3 separate regions of the Mus musculus genome follow, and all the other regions are linked to region 1. Evidence: chromatin contacts called from public HiChIP or PLAC-seq data. All regions are on one chromosome and are shown on one strand. Each heading gives the region's core, a stretch centred on a gene start, on an enhancer-like site or on the middle of the called end of the contact. The rest is flanking DNA. Distances are from core to core; before and after follow the strand shown. Region 1 has its middle 7.0 kb from the start of Gm36102. Region 2 has its middle 21 kb from the start of Gm46242. Region 3 overlaps Hdac4 (histone deacetylase 4).

Evidence for each region. HiChIP or PLAC-seq counts read pairs in DNA pulled down with a chosen protein or histone mark.
Region 2: a FOXA1 HiChIP or PLAC-seq map of pancreatic cancer cells shows a contact between it and region 1. The contact joins two enhancer-like sites. A contact is called at or near these places in 1 of 484 Hi-C or Micro-C datasets (embryonic stem cells) and 1 of 115 datasets of contacts at active chromatin or transcription factors (pancreatic cancer cells).
Region 3: a contact with region 1 is called in an HNF4G HiChIP or PLAC-seq map of pancreatic cancer cells. The contact joins two enhancer-like sites. A contact is called at or near these places in 1 of 115 datasets of contacts at active chromatin or transcription factors (pancreatic cancer cells) and 1 of 9 other capture datasets (adipose tissue).

The regions. Positions count from the first base shown.
Region 1 is chr1:92,743,505-92,746,699 of GRCm38.p6, reverse strand. No RefSeq gene overlaps it. Among named protein-coding and RNA genes, the nearest start is that of Gm36102, 7.0 kb to the left of the region's middle. Within about 2 kb of position 1,654, at least 56 of the 459 cell types and tissues checked have an H3K27ac peak or open chromatin away from gene starts, as enhancers often do. A contact at or near this core is called in pancreatic cancer cells, where this site is marked.
Region 2 is chr1:91,856,987-91,860,181 of GRCm38.p6, reverse strand. No RefSeq gene overlaps it. Among named protein-coding and RNA genes, the nearest start is that of Gm46242, 21 kb to the left of the region's middle. Within about 2 kb of position 1,686, at least 58 of the 459 cell types and tissues checked have an H3K27ac peak or open chromatin away from gene starts, as enhancers often do. A contact at or near this core is called in pancreatic cancer cells, where this site is marked.
Region 3 is chr1:91,943,298-91,946,492 of GRCm38.p6, reverse strand. It overlaps Hdac4 (histone deacetylase 4), which reads left to right. Exons shown (of 27, transcript NM_207225.2): 24 at 460-593. Among named protein-coding and RNA genes, the nearest start is that of Gm46242, 65 kb to the right of the region's middle. Within about 2 kb of position 1,427, at least 15 of the 459 cell types and tissues checked have an H3K27ac peak or open chromatin away from gene starts, as enhancers often do. A contact at or near this core is called in pancreatic cancer cells, where this site is marked.

The DNA.
Region 1 (3,195 bases), core at 405-2,904:
TGAATTCTGACACACACACACACACACACACACACACACACACACACTTAGAACATAGACAAAAGCTCATCATATTATTTATTCTAGTAGTAAGAAGGCAGGCCAGCTGCCATCTGGTACCTCCTGACAGTGTCTACTGTCCATAATTCTATCCGTGTTCCTCTCTTCTGAGCTTCCATCAGAGCCAATAACTGAGCACAAGTCCTAGATTCTAAGATTTCTCTAGCCTGATTTCTAAACTCTCCCACATTCCTCTTGAAGATGTGGCCAGGTTCCTCACAACTCCTGGGTACCAAAAGCTACTTGTCTATCACTGTTACGGATAAGTGGCAGATGCAAGTTATGTGTGGATGTGTCTGGCTCCTGTTTCTATTTCAGCCAGTCCGACAGTTCCTTCTTTGGAGGCAGGAGCACCTAGAAGCAGAGAGCAGTTAGACCCAGAGGCTGGGCTATCACCTTCAAAGGCCCTTGTCACCTATTTTTGCCAGCCAGCTATCACCCCTTATCCTGGCCTCATAGAATAGCTCTTTCAGTAGAGGGGCAAGCATTCAAGACACAGATCTGTGGGGGACATAACACCAAAGTTGCCCAGGTTGGCAGACAGCCAGAGTAGGCAGAGAAAGGCAGACACAAGTTTTCCTTGAGAGACTCAGGAGGCTCTGACTTGCCCAAGACTGAGACAAAGGAGGACACATTTCTGTCATGGGAACCACCATTTGTGCCCTTTTGTCCCAGGAGCCCTTGCCACACGTATGTGCTTCTGAAAGAGGGTCAGAGAAGGCTTTGGGGGTCCAAATACCTCTAGATCAGTGGTTTTCAACTTTCCTAATGCTGTGACCCTGTAATAAATATAGTTCCTTATGTGGTGACTCCCCAACCATAAAATTATCTTTGTTGCTACTTCATAACCGTAATTTTGCTACTGTTATGAATCATAGTGCAAATATCTGGTTTGCAGGATATCTGATATGTGATCCCTGTGAAAGGATTCTTTGAGCCCTCAAAGGGGTCTCAGCCCATAGGTTGAGAACCACTGGCCCAGAGTCACTTGGGGACCCTGGATACGAGGTTATTTGGCAACATCAGGACTCTCCTCACTGGGGCAAAGAAACCTGAGGCAAGATGCCCAACCTTTGAGCTTATAGCATGAACCTGTGGCTGCTAGCCTGCATGGCCAGCTTCCAGCAGGGGAGATCCCCTGTACTCCAGAAGGATCCTCTGGATGAGTCACCCTCAAACCTACAGAAGCAGGGGCGGTAAACAAGGCTTTACAGGATGCGTTCCCAGGCTCCTGAGCAGTGACGACCAGGTGTAGGGAAGGAAGGGTGCTGGGGTCTGCAGTCCACACACCGTTCCAGCAACACCAGCCTAACTTGGCTTCCATGAAACTGTATCAGCCCAACAGCAAACTACTGTACCCCTCCCCTTTTAGTAAAATCCGAGGTGGGATCCATCTGCACGGCTGTCCCTGGGTGGAGGACTTTGTTTGCCTCTGTACACTTTCTGTGTTTGCTAAGATTCCTATAGTGGGTGATGTATTTCTTCGAGAGTGGAAAATCCTTTCCTTTAAAGGGTCTTGATTAATAGGCTTGCAGCCTGCAGGCCACAGGCAGCCATCGCTGAAGGCTGAGACTGTGACTTGGCTCTGGGCCGACATGGGTGACTTCCTGGCAATTGCCAGATAGGATGGAGCAGCCTGCGGGCGAGACACAATTATCTGCTGGCTTCCAACCAGTGATTCATGGTTTGAGATCAGCAGTTCTCAGCTGATCTCCAGGTCACTGCCAGGCCCCTGCTTGTGTAAGGGTGGGAGTTGTCGGAGCTACTACGCTGGAGGTTAGAGGACAGAAAAATGTTAATTATGTTTTGCTAATTCATTAAAGAGTACACATGGAGGGACTCATGGCTCCAGCCCATATGTAGCAGAGAATGGCCTTATCTGGCATCAGTGGGAGGGGAGGCCCTTGGTCCTGTGCAGGCTTGATGCCCCAGAGTAGGAGGATGCTAGGGCGGTGAGGTGGGAGTGGGTGGGGGAGCACCCTCATAGAGGCAGGGAGAGAAGGCATGGGATGGGGGTTTGTGGAGGGGAAACTGGGAAGGGGGACAACATTTGAAATACAAATAAATAAAATAACCAATAAAACAAACAAACAAACAAACAAAACAACTAACCAAAGAAACAAACAAAAGTTAACCAGGGCAAACTCATTACACTTCAACACAGATAATGAATTCTGATGAGGAATATAAATATTTTCCAAATGTAAAGAGAAAAGTTGCACGATTTAAAAGGTTATTTATTATTTTGTGTGGACGTGAGTGTTTGTATCCGCAGTGCAACATGTAGGTACGGGTCAGAAAACAACTGGCTGGCATTGGTTTTCTCCCTCCACTGTGTGGGTCCCAGTTGTCTTGGTCGCAGGTGCCTGTAGCTGCTGAGCCATCTTGATGTTCCTAATTTTTTCCCCTAAAAGCAGTTTTCAGATCTGTCCAGTGTTGGGCTTGCTAGCCATCGTGATTTTTCTAGCTGCTTCTACATCCCATCAGTGGTCAGGATGTGTCCACGACAAACCTTGGCTTCACACAGAAGGTGGGAGGAGAGTTCAGTGGAATTTGTCGATAACTGGGGATGCTGTTGTTTGAAATTAACTAAAACCTGACACATTAGGATCTTCGTTAGTTCAAAGGAGATTATGGAGGTACATTAAAGACTGAACATTTTTCCTTGTTTGTTAAATGACAATCCAGAACTCTGTCTTTGAATGGATTTTTGTACAGTTGCCCTTTGGACATTTGGGAAACACTTGGGTCTCCCTTCCTTTGTGGCCTCACCAGCGCTGGGACATCTTATCAACACACCAGCCCACAGGAAGGTCTCGTGTGCACAAGGTGGGGTTTTCATAGTGCTAATCTTTGATTGTGAGCTTGACAGTTATCATTACCATAGTTTTACCTGCTACCTTTTGTGAAGTCAAAGTTTCATTTTGCTCATTCTAGAGAAAAAGGTCTGCTAAACACAAAGTCTTATTAAATATAGTTTGATCTCCATTACATCCTGCACGGTTTCAGGGACAGGCACGACTGGGGCAGTAAAGGACTGAAGAAGTGCCAGACAGACACACAGGCTTCAGGTTTACTGGAGTCTCTGATGGAGAAGCCATAGAACAGGACCTCAAAAACTCAGTGTGTTTATTA
Region 2 (3,195 bases), core at 437-2,936, 890 kb after region 1:
GGGACTTGCTGGCTGCCAGCGCTGGGTGAAAAAACCCAGAGCTCTGAGTTCAAAGAGATCCTCTCAAGGGAACATGGTGGAGACTGATAAAGGGAGACACCTGACATTCTCCTCTGGCCTACACACACGTGTACTCGCGACATGTATATATATTCATGTACCAAACATACATGTAAGAAAACATACATGTAAGAAAAACAATCAGGAGAGGACTTCAGATTACGAGCTTTTAAGTTAGTAAATAGCAACAGGCACAAGGTAGAGAAGACAGAGCGGAAGGCACAGTGAGTGTGGCTGCCAGTCTTCTGCATCTAGGTTTCCTACCCGTGGGCATCTGCATGGATGAGCGCAGGGGCTCAGCTCGGTGTGTCCCCTTTCTGCCTCTTGCTCTGGGGACTCAGTCTGCCTTATGCCTGTCACTAGAGCACTTCTAGGACATAAACACCTCCCCCAATACCATGTCTACACCATTAATAACCCTAATACTAGGAGGTGCTCTCCATCTCCTCAAATAGGGTTTGTTTATTCTTTGGCACAAGTCCTAGTAGTAAATTGAGCACCCCAAGTGGCTCACCTGCTTGCCCAAAGTGACCCCATTGGTCAGTGGCTGTCATTTCCACCTGGGTGCCTTGTTCAATACAACTTCTAATGCCCTTCATTTTCCCCACTGACCCAGCCTGGCCCTGTGGATGGAGCATGCACACGGGCAGATCTGTACGGCAGAAAGCCCTTCTAAGACTTCCGGCAAGCTCTACACTCAACACAGGAGCCAAGCCATGAAGACAGTGAAGATTTATGGGGGATCCTAAGGCCATGTGAACTTATCTTTTTGGCTGGACTCTACATTCCTGGTCATCCCCTGTGGCTCCGTGGGAGCACCTTCCTTTCTTGTCAGTATTTCACACCTCTCCCCTCTGCTCTGCTGGGGTTTGCTTTATAGAAAAATTGTATCATGATCATGACAGTGCTTCTGCAGGGTAAGCTGGTCCATGTGCCTCTGTGTCTGCGCTTTGATCCCCTAGGTCTGTGATTGGCTGGGGCTGAGGATGCTGGGGTGAAATGGGTAGAGTGGTCCTGATCTGGAGGGCTTCAGTCTAGTGGGAGAAGGGCTTCCAGACAGCCCAGTCTGGGCACTGTGGGTGATGAGGCTAGTGCCTGAGCTGTGTGCTGGGTGTGGAGTAGGGCCTTCTAGGCTGGGTGCTATAGGTTATGGGTGGCCTGCTGGGCTGGGCACTGCAGATGAAGGGTGATCAGCTGGGATGGTTGTTGTAGGTGCTGAGACAGCTTCCTAGTCTGGATGCTACAACTGTGGGTCTGTTCTCTTGCATGTTCTGGATGTGGTCCTACTATATCTTCAGCCTCTTAAGTACAATGGGACTAACTGGAACCACAGGACCCTTTTGCTGGGCACCTCCCACGCCAACCCCTGGTTCTGGCACCTATGAGACTGGCTGATCTTCTGGAGATTAGCAAGGGTGGGGTTCATGTGAGTGTGGACAGAGTCCCCCTGTGCTTTGCATCCCAGAGTGTGTAGACACACAGGGACCACATCCAAGAAGCCATACTTGCCAAGCCCTCGGGACCAGGGCTCCATGAGAACCGTTTTTATTGAGGATTGTGGTATGTAGTAGATTGAGAAATTGCCATAGTTGGAAAAACAAGTAGAAAACCTTCCAGAAAGTAAACCCCGAGGAAGGAAGTGCCAGGACAGGGAGTGCTGGACACGTGGGAGGCTCAAGCTCAGTTTCTAGGGGAGCGCTGGGCCATGCAGGTCCCAGTGCCTTCGGATTTGGCCTGGTGGCAGTTCTCGCTGTATTTAAGGTCTAAGATATTCTTTGATTAATTTCCGTGGACTTCACTAGAGTTACAACAGCAAGTCCCTGAGCACTAATTAAGGAAGAGAGGCGGACAGTGACTCATGCTGGAAAGAACCCTCTCCCAGCCCTAACAAAGTGTCTCAGGTCCTCACAGTGGGAACGGCCTCTGATCAAGGCAGCTCTGGATTTAGGTCAGCAAGATAATGGTCAGAGATCTTACTAGCCCCCCACCCCCACCCCCTGTGTGTGTGTGTGTGTGTGTGTGTGTGTGTGTGTGTGTGTATGTGTGTCTTACGTATTGTGTGAGTCTGTCTTTGTGTCTCCTCTCTATCTGCTTATGTGTGTGTGTCTGTTTCTGTATGTCCTTCTGTTCGTCTCTCTCTGTGTTTCTGTTTCTCACTGTGTGTATGTACATATCTGTGGATCTGTGTCGGTGTGCCCCCTCCCCCCGTGCCTGTTGGTCTCTATCTTGCTGTGTCTCTGTGTCTGTCTGTCTGTCTGCCTGCCTATTCCCCCCCCCACCTGTCTCTGTATTCACTTACAGGCTCCAGGCTCCAATTGTGTGTCCCCCAGAAGAGCTGACAGGGGCACCTGGCATGGCTTCTTACACAGTTCTCCTGCTGGAGACCAACAGAACCTTCTGGTGCTTGAACTCAGGGCCTCACACACGCAAGGCAGGCTCCCACCGAGCTGTGACTCAGCTGTTCCAGATCACAAGTCCATGACCAGGGATCTGCCACCACCTAGGTTGGAAGTCACAGCATCCATCTGGCCCCAACCACGAAGGGCCATTTTGGCTGACCAAACCTTTTCTTGAAAGCTTGGGTGGTAAGAAGGAGAGCAGAGGTCGTTGCTTCAGTCACATGCTGGGGAAGGTTGACAAGGCACAAGTAATTCTTATCCAACATAGAAGCAGAGTGTGCCAAAAATGAGAGCAAATTCAAGGGTGTATTTTCTCTCCAAGTGAGAAGTAGCTTGGAGCCTTTCCTGCCATGTGACTAGATTCTGGCTATGGATCTGACCTGGGAGGCCACAGAGGACCCACAGCTTGGGATTCCTTTAGGAGCCAAGACTGAGCAGCAAGTGTGGACATTATTCCCAGTAGAACTTGGTCTTGGGCAGACAAGGAGCTGAGTCTGCTGGTACAGTGTGTTGCTGTGCATCAGAACTAGAGCCCTGTCATCTGGGTGACGTCCAGAGTATGACATTCTCACAGGCTGTCTGCCTTCGGCCTCCATTCCTGTAAACACTTTGCCTATAGATAAGAACCAGCTTGCTGTTTAGCCGAAGGGAATAAATCTTCTTTAGACCAGGAAGGGACCCCATGGTTGAATCTTGACAGCTGGGCAAAGTACAAGTGCAGAGAATGTTGCTGTGA
Region 3 (3,195 bases), core at 178-2,677, 800 kb after region 1:
GTGAGTGGGCTGGTTACTAGGGCTTTCCTAGTGCCTAACCTGCATCAGCCTATCTGGCTATGCATAGCAACCCCATGACCAGCAAGTGATGTGCTGGGTGTTGACTGAAAACAGGGAAGACTGTGACCCTAGATGGAAGCAGATGCCCAGACATGAATGTGGGAAAGCTCCGTGCCACACACAGCATTGACATGGGCATGCTGCCTTCCACTTGCATATGTATGTACACAGCATATCAGATGCCCAGGAAGGCAGGGAGTGCAAAGCCTTAGATGGGGAAGATACAGCACTGAAACCAAAATTCAGTCAGTCGGATGAAGATACAATCCAAAAGCCAAACTAATAAGCATGTTAAGCGAGCCTCAGTTACTGAAGATGATACCCAGCTCCTGTGTTTATTAGGGATGTTGAGGGGAGTATCTGGCGCGCTCCACTCAACGTGTCCCTCTGCCTTTGCAGGTTTTGGGTACTTGACAAAACAGCTGATGGGCTTAGCTGGTGGCCGGCTTGTGCTGGCCCTTGAGGGAGGCCATGACCTGACAGCCATCTGTGATGCTTCTGAAGCCTGCGTGTCTGCTCTGCTGGGAAACGAGGTATGGAGCGGTCCTGGCCCTGCAGAGTGTGCTCACCACAGGCACCAGGCCGCTGCACAGAGCTCAGACGGCAGAGGCCAGCCACCTCCCATCTGAGGGGCAGTTCACCCAGCACGGGGCTACAGCTGTATCCCAGCCCGGGTAGGATGTCTGACCTTGGCTAAGAGATGAGCAGAAGGGACACAGAGCGGGGCCAGGACACAGAGGCACTCGCTGCAGCACGTTCTCCCTTCCTGTTTCACTCGTGTGGAGGATAACGTGCTGGCCAGGCCTCATGCTGCTCCTCAGCTCTCCAGTGTGGTCCGGTGTCTATGGGAGCTTGTCTGCAGGCTTGGGTGGAGTCAGCATGCACAAGCCGAGCTTTCAGCTTAGGGCTGGGCTGGGACCTCTTTACTCAGCTATCATATATCCTGTGACTCAGGAGCAATGCTTAGATTCGGGTTCTGCACTGCCCCACTAGTACTGCCAGGCAGAGTTGGGGACATTGGCCTGCACAGTAGTCTTCAGTGGGTCAGTCACATAAAGTTTTTGAGGGTTAAAGTACAGTGAGCACCATGTGAGTTCCCTCCTGCTATGTTGATGAAGACCCCTTGTTGACATTCCTAGCTCCTTGTGTTTATAGCTGCACACAACAGAGACCCAGTTGGAATGAGCTTCAGGTTAGAATGAAGGTGATGTCACATAACCCTGGGAGCCCCAAATGCTTGTGGTAAAACTGACACATAACCTTCATTGAAGAATTCCCAAATCTGAATCTGTCTAGGCCAATGGTTCTCAACCTTCCTAATGCCCTATTAAAGGAACTCTTTTATGCAGTTCCTCAGATTGTGGTGACCTCCCCCCCCCCAACCATAAAGTTACTCATTGCTACTTCATAACTGTAACTTTGCTACTGTTATGAATCATAATGTAAATCTGTTTTCCGATGGTCATAAGTGGCCCCTGTGAAAGGGCCATTCAGCCCTCCCCCTACCCCCACCCCCCGCAGAAGGGTCACGACCCATAGGTTGAGAACCACTAGTCTAGGCCTCTCTGGCTGGTATGTATATCTGTTACCTAATTTATGTATGTGATTCTTGCTTCATAGATCTTACTCACATTGATCCCCTATGGGTGCTGTTTAGGTGCTAGGAAGGAAAGAACCAGGAGTAAGGAGCACACCACACAGATCCTGGAGCCTGTGTCACATAGGAGCCCCTCGGCTTCAGGATTAGAGTGGCAAGTGGGTCAGCAGCTCTGCGATCTGCGGCGCCTGCTGCACCTGCTCTTCTGGGCTTATGAAACTGCTGTCCCCACCATGTAGGCCAGGGACTAGATGGCTCTTAAGGAAGACCCTCTCTGACCTGGTTTGCCAACACCTGCCAGCCCAGGGTTGGCCCATGTGACACAGAGATCAGGATTGCTCTTGAAGGTTCTTGTCAGAATTGCACACAATACCAGACTCAAAGTTAAATGCATGTTCTGTGTGGTGTGCTCTGCAAGTTTCACTCTAGAAAGCACAGGGTAGGAGAGAAGAGTGAAACTGCTGCCTCACTATGTACAGCTTTTAAGCTTCTGGAACCAAATGCATATTCCTCCCTCAACCTTCTGTGGACACTATTATAAGAGAAACCCTGCTAGTTATGCCTTGCTACAGCTCTGACCCATGCCATCAGTGGGGTGTTCCTTCATCAGAGAAAGTAGGTGTACACCTTAGCCAAGTCTTTCCATCAGGCCCTGAGTACATCAACCAAGCACTGAGCCTCACCCCCCAGCCCCCACTCCCCAGTCTCATGGTTGCCAAACCTCCCTGCCCTCCATTGTAGCTGTCATGAGAGAAAACCATCTAAACTCAAATAGAGAGCAGGTACTTAAGGAGGCGGGTCAGAGGCAGCAGTCAGCCACACGTGTCCCCAGCCCTGCCTGGCCAGCAAAGCTTGCTCCCACTGACTTCCCTGAAATCCTAAATGTGAAAAGGCCACCAGACTAATTGGCATTATTTTCCAAGATTTCCATTTATACATAGGTCTCCACAACATTTACCTTTAGACATTTTCCCTTATGGGAAAGATGAAAGAGAGCACACAGGATACTTTCCTACTGTGTGACTCCTGGTCTAAGGTTATTGAGGATGCCAGATGCTCATGGGTAGGCTCAGAGCCCTGACATAGTGGCAGCTAGCAACTGTGCTCAATGCTCCAGGAAGCCTAGGGATGGCAGCCTGGCCTAGGTTCCCCACAGCATACTGCAGATCCTGACCCTACTGTAGGAAGCTAGGAACTGGAATTCAGAGACATGGGCTCTGGGCAGGTGTCAGTGGCTCAGTGGAAGACTCTTGCACATCTTGGTGTCATCCCATGTATATCCCAAGAGAGGAGAAGGGGCTAGATAGTGTGAAAGGACAGGGCATGCCAAAGGCAGGGTAACTAGGAGACAGCAGGGAAAACAACATGGAGAGGCTGAGCTCAAAAAAGCTAGGATGCAGCAGAGAAGGAAATGGGGAAGAGGCACGCATGAAGGATCCATCTGAATTCCTGAGCTTCAGGGAAGGCAGGGGGCTCAGCCTACAGCTGATTGTTTCACACTGAAGAAGGCAAGAAGAGACAGCCAGAGCTGTGACCAC